Linked DNA regions of Danio rerio: region 1 is linked to region 2. A link is a contact called in public Micro-C data. All regions are on one chromosome and are shown on one strand. Each heading gives the region's core, a stretch centred on a gene start, on an enhancer-like site or on the middle of the called end of the contact. The rest is flanking DNA. Distances are from core to core; before and after follow the strand shown.

What was found. A called contact is a pair of places that touch in the nucleus more often than the background predicts.
Region 1: a Micro-C map of caudal fin shows a contact between it and region 2, with 6 times the contacts expected there. The contact joins the promoter of pcsk5a here to the promoter of mast4 in region 2. A contact is called at or near these places in 4 of 18 Hi-C or Micro-C datasets (caudal fin, embryo, hematopoietic stem cells and 1 more).

What each region holds. Positions count from the first base shown.
Region 1 is chr5:60,580,511-60,583,777 of GRCz12tu, reverse strand. pcsk5a (proprotein convertase subtilisin/kexin type 5a) reads right to left here and starts at 1,624. Exons shown (of 37, transcript XM_021476634.3): 1 at 1,285-1,624. The coding sequence starts at 1,446.
Region 2 is chr5:60,426,304-60,429,793 of GRCz12tu, reverse strand. It overlaps mast4 (microtubule associated serine/threonine kinase family member 4), which reads left to right and starts at 1,397. Exons shown (of 29, transcript XM_073951462.1): 1 at 1,397-1,869. The coding sequence starts at 1,612. All of the region lies in intron 1 of LOC100535993 (leukemia inhibitory factor receptor), which reads right to left.

The sequences.
Region 1 (3,267 bases), core at 375-2,874, 150 kb before region 2:
AATGAAACTAAAGACACAGTTGTTGTTTAATTTTATTGGTGATTTCTAATATGAAATTCAATGGTAAGCTTGGCATGCAGTTTTGGAAAATTTGATGTTCCTTCATTCAGACAGAATGCCTGAGCATACTGCCCTAGAGGTGTTTCAAAGATGGCCGCCGAGGCAAATAACAAACTGGCCAGCTTATTTCCTCAGTCAGAATTTGTCCAATTCAATAATTAAACATTAATTTGTCTTAGAGCCTTCTTCTGTTGATTATGTTCTCAATTTCTGATTGTATACTCTCAAAAATAGGACAAAATGAGCTCATATAGCTACTGTCTTTATTTGTGTTTCACGGAGAAAATAATTTCCCTCATTTGAAATACAATAATTTCAAGTTTGGAACAGCTTGGAGAAGCAAATATTGAGTCACATTTAATTTTGGGGTGAAATGCAGAGAGATAATACATTTATCAAAGCAGGAAATTTTGACTTTGAAATAGAAATGCAACATTTTACATTTTATGAAGTTTTCTTGCTGAACATGTATTACTTCTAAGTATAAAAATAATATGTAAATATCATTGTCCTTAAACTTTGACTTTGCACAGTGCCTTTACAATATAATTTACAGCAAGAGTAGAGTTGGCTTATAGTCCTTCATTCAGAATACCATGTAAAAATCCTACGAATTTCCTTTGTCACTGAATTATGTCTTTTATGTTTACAGTAGCTCTATTAATTTGTACAGACAGTTTGCAATTCTCTGTTATATGGAGAATAGAAATGTGTCAGTTGGTTAACTAACTGTAGGAGGGTATAAGATGCCATCAGGGTTAGAAGCCCAGTCTTGCATGGTTAAACACATGTATTATAGAAGAGCCAGTGACCCAGAGACATGGGCTTTGTAAAAATGAAAGACTAATTTGAAGAGAAAACTAAATTTAAAGAAAAAAGTTTGTGTTCACATACCATATGTTCATAGGAATGTGAGTTTGTTTATGGAGTTTTATCTTGGCAGAAATTGAACCCTCTTGAAACCTTGCAATTTCTATGTCAATAAGCCAAACCATGACACCATTACCACAGTATCATCACATATCTCCATATTTGAATGAATAATATATTTTTATAAATCTTTTAGCATCACAATAAGTACTTTGATAAAGGAAACAAGCATTGCGGAAAAACAATGTTGAATACATGTGAAATGATATCCAGCTTATATCGTTAAAGAGTTTAGTTTCAACTAGAGAGTAAAACATGAAGTGTTTTCACTAGAAAACATTTTTGTACACTTACCTGGCCCATATTCACAAATCCATATTTTTCTGCAATAAGGTCAGCAGCTTCAGGGCCTCCAGTTATTTTGACTGCCCACCGGTTTGTGTATAGTCTCATTTGAACACATTGCAGCCCAATCCCAAAAAAGAGTGCATACGGAAAAAATATTGTAGATGTCATCTTCAGGTGGATATGTTCTCCGCTTCATGCAGAAATATTTCTCTGATAACACTCCTTATTGAAAAGTTCTCATCATTTAAATAGGACTTTACATAATCTACAAGACTGAAGTGATAAATGATTGTCAAGTAAAATTTCTAAAGCACCTAGTTTGTCTGTGAGAGGACTACTCAACTGTGTTGGCTTCACTGCATCTGTTGCCTGTGGCAAATCATCTCCAATTACACTCCTATCAATTTCTACAGGTGCACTTTGTGCTCATACAGCAAACAAGAAACACTGGGAATATTTGCTAACAAGCTAAAAGCACTCCCATTCATAACATTACTAAAGTAAAATACAATGTTGAATAGTACTATAGGTAGTTTACAGTAGTATTAGTAGTTTACTTTTACTCGGTTTCACATCAAGTTTACATTCATTTTAATGTTCTTTTTTTTCAAATTCCTGTCTGACTTTTCATTTTATGTTTCCCCCAAAGTTCATCTGTTGGTTTTATATTTTCTGTAGCAAACTGTATTTTCTGGTAGCCTAAAATGTCTTTTTAAATGCATTTGCTTTATCCATGTATATAAATAAGTATCAAAGAATAAAACTTAATTGTGTTACACTAACATCATGTGGTCAGATTGAGAAATTACTCATTATGAAAATAACTGCATTTTTTCACACTATATATTTCACAGTATATATTTAATTGTCACAAGTTGTTAAAACACATACAGTTTGTTTGCATAAGTATATTTTTAATGTAAATTTTCAACTGAATTAAGTCCCGGCTTATGCATTTGCAACATCTTTTTCAAAACATTTCCATTTACTCACTCATATACCTGTTTGCGATCAAGTTTTTGTATGTGTGCATAAAATTCTCATAACATGCAAAGCTGGAAAAACAGGACTGTCTTTATAACATGTTTTAAAGAGCTGCCTTAATATAGACGCTGAAGCATTTGTCTACTTTTAATTTCACATCACATTGACACAGAAAAAAAAAGACTTGTTCAGAATTAAAGGACTGGGATACAGATTTAACATGGCCTTCAGAGTAACTAATTTCAATATTGTTAGAGTGATTATTAATCAAGTTTTTAATCTGTATATCACCTAAATCCTTTTAGATTTTATGATGAATGAAGAAATTTAGTAGTTATTGACAAGTGGTAATGTCATACATTTTTCTGCTTCGGCTTTCACAGCGCAAAAATACAAAAAAATCTGAAGAATACTTACATTAAATGTAGAACTACAAATTGACTTAATAAACAAAAGCTGCCAGCAAATTGTCTTGATGCAAATTGTCTTGATGCGGAATTTATGTGTTCTTCAGATTAAGAAACACCTATAAGAAGGGTAATAAGAAGAAACTCTGCAGGGAATGAGTCCCCCCAGCAGATACAACACATACAATTATATTTATATAATTACTAAACGGCTGGACAGGACCAGGGAACATGGAGACAAGGCACAAGACAAACAAGAGACACAAACACAGACATAGAGGACTATAACCAAAAACAATAAACTTTACAACAAAAAAAAGGGAAATACTCAGTCGAAAATAAATTAAGTAAAGTAAAATAAATTTGTGACCAAAATGATATGGAGTTTAAAATATGCCAAAACAATCTGAATTTGAATTATCTTAATTTGAATTATTAACTGTGCAGAGCTGCGGCCCTCCAGGAATACAGTTTAAGACCTATGATTTACGTACTTGCATATTTACTATTGACAAACAAGATTAAAACAGGGTTTAGGTAATGTACAGTTCAAACAGGTGATGGAGTTTGGTTGTGCTGGAGAGTCCCAGGTCTAGGA
Region 2 (3,490 bases), core at 148-2,647:
CATAGATTTTACATCCTTTGAACTTAATGTGCACAATGTTGGCAGATTTATTTGATGTATGTTTTTTATGTAATACCTCATTTTACTTTTTTTTTAATGTTTAAAAAGATTTTGCAATATTTTCATATTTTATTTGTGAATCCAAATAACTTAATGTGTATTGTGCATGCTATTGATGTTAAACGCGTATGTGGGGGTTTCATTTGCCCTCCTATAATAGACTTGTTTTTTCAGTGCTGTGGAGATCTATAATCTGAGATGTTTTTGAGGTTTGCTATTGAGATTTTACAACAGCAATCAACTGCAGGGCACAAGCTATTTATAAACCACATACCAAAATATGGTGTAATGTGTAATACACACAGAAAATCTACGACATGCAATGTTTGCAAAACTTGAAAAAAACCTTGCAAAAAGCAATTACATATAAAGAGAATTATTACTATAACTCATTTATAATCACTGATCTATTTTATCTTTGCCATGATGACATTAAATAATATTTGACTAGATTATTCTTAAGATTATACAGCTTCAATGAAATTTAAAGGCTTAACTAGGTTTATTAGGTTATCTAGACAGGATAGGGTAATTAGGCAAGTCATTGTATAAGGATGGTTTGTTCTATCGAAAAAAAAAAAATATATATATATATAGCTTAAAGGGGCAAATAATTGTTTCCTTAAAATGGCTTTTAAAAAACTAAAAACTCTTTTTATTCTAGCGGATAACATCTACAAAAATTAATTTTATTTATATTTAATCAAATTTTTGTATGAATTATTTTAGTTATAAATTATTAATATAGTTTTTTTATATTATTTTAACCCCAGGTTATTTATTTGTTTGCTTATTTGCCTTGTTTTTTTATTTTTCTATAAGTGTTTTTTATCTAGGCCTGTAATGTGTGTTTTAATGTATAGGTTATTAATAATTGTAAATATAAAAACTGTAAGTCAAATATCATTCATTCATTTTCCTGTCGGCTGAGACCCTTTATTAATCCGGGGTCGCCACAGCGGAATTAACCGCCAACTTATCCCGCACGTTTTTACGCAGCAGACGCCCTTCCAGCCGCAACCCATCTCTGGGAAACATCCACACACACTCATACACTATGGAAAATTTAGCTTACCCAATTCACCTGTACATGTCTTTGGTCTGTAAGGGAAACCAGAGCACCCGGAGTAAACTCATGCGACTTCATGGTCAGTCATTTTAATTTCTCTACACTCGTCGGTGTCTAATGAAATGTTTGGAGCATATGTTTGGACATGCTTTGCTTTCTGAGGTCTCAAGGGTTAAGAGTGCGCCGTTGAAATCTTGTCCAGCGCGCTCTTTTCTCATTGGCCGATAGGCGGAGTTTGGATGTCCAATGAGAGCAGGTTTATAAGTTAAAGACACTGCAGCGATGCGTTGAGCAGGACGCGCTTTAGTGCTGCGCTACAAACTTCACTTTAAATGCCTGTATGTTATGACGTAAACATTAAAGTCAGTTGTAATCACAGCGGTACAGTGAGGCGAGATCTTTCCGGCGCTCAGCTGGAGCTCAGATCAGCTGTCCTTCAGCATGTGATTAGTTTTAGACAATTAACTTGATGTTTCAGGGCAATGGAGAGTGAGCAGTCAAAAACATTTGGAGGCGGCGGAGAAGATTCATCAGGCTCCGACACGCTGTCAGAAGGCGAGACGCGAGCAGACCACTATGAGTCCGAATTACGCTTTGAGGAATTTACTCACTCCTCAGATTTTGTAGGTCTTGACGAAAAAATGAAAGGAACTGATTCTGATGAATGCAGCGCCGAGATAAAAGCGATAAATCAGGGTGGTCACGATGAAGGAGAAAATGACGGGGACGAGGACGAAATGGTAAAGTATCTTTTGATTATAATATCACTAAACACTACAGAGGGATTCAGTTGCTGTATGTTTGATCTTCACTGTGACTGCAGGTGTGTTGTTTGAGCTATTGTTATTATTCACACGCTGAATTATGATTGGTGCTCTATTCACCTGTTTTAACATAACTGTTTGACAAATATACAAAGATAAATACACATGCATGACTGACAGATAGTCATATCAGAGTTTACTTATTAGACCTTTTATCTAAATAACGTTATCTGTTTATTTAATTAGATGTGGATTTACAACTCTGAAGTTATCCAAGAGTTTATGAGTTAAAAATGAGCAAACTGACACTTTATTGCTTGATTATTTACACCAGGCTATCCAATGCGAAGATGGTTTGATTTATAGAATTAATTTCGTGGTTGCATGAATCAATCTAATATCATGCATACCCTTAAAATCAACATCAACACAAACTAGTTTACTATCTGGTTTTATTGTGAATGATGAACTGTAAATTATTTTGGTATAGATATAAGAATGGTAGTTATACAATATTAAAAATTGATTTGCAGCTGGATAGACGTTCTTGGCTTGCTATCCATCCATTGATTTTTCATAGAGGTAAAGTTGGCTTTATATTTGTACTTTCAGATTTCTCCTTAAAAAAATATAATTTAATTCGAGTGTTCTTTACAAATTCTAAAGGGGGAAATCATATTAGCAGCCAATAGCGATCAAAGTACAACATTGATCACAGTCAGTTTAATAGTGCTAATGTTGTTTTGAAGTCATACTTGCATGCAATTTCAGCCTGAATATTCAAAGTACAATATAAGCACTGTGTCACATGTTGTCACTGTTCAAAAATTAACAAATGTGCAAATATAAAAACAACTTTACCTCTTTTCACAACCAATTCTGTAACCTCCTTTCTTGTTGTTTATCTTTTTTCATGCTGAAATATTCCCCAAAGTGGGTTGTGAATTTAATGTTAAGCTTATATTGTTTGTGTCTGCAATATTGCACATCTCATTGACACTTTAGGGGAGTTTCTAACATTTGGCTTTTTCCCTCAGCTGTCATTCGTAGGTCCATGTGTGATGTTTTTCTTTTGCTGATTAATTTGTTTTCAGTTTCATTCAGTTGAACATGTAGTATTTGGTTTGCAAATAGCATAAAAGATCCCTTTGCCTGTTTCAAATAATAGATTCTTAAATTAAAATAGAGATTCTGTGACCTTTGTTTGCCTAGTCTGACTTGAAAAGTAGGTTAGCTTTTGTCATGTACTTCTAGACTGGTTTGTCCAGCGTTTCTAATATGCTAATCTTTTTCACCGGGAGTGACATCTAATTGGCTTGCCTGAGGATTACTTGGCTTTGTCACACCAATGAGATACCCGAGATGGTTGTCATTCACAAAGCCATGTCATCACATGTTTACTTACCGTCAGGTCAGGTAGTAAGGATGAGTCATTTGAGAAACACAGACTGATCAACCTTTTTGCCAGTGTTATTAGTGTTAAAGTGCTGAAGAATGACTTCTGAAAAACAGTGCAGCTTATCTTCCCACACTTCTGTTTACATGAAGAGATTCCAACTGCTGCATATTTATACAACCTTCTTCTTGTGAGAAAACA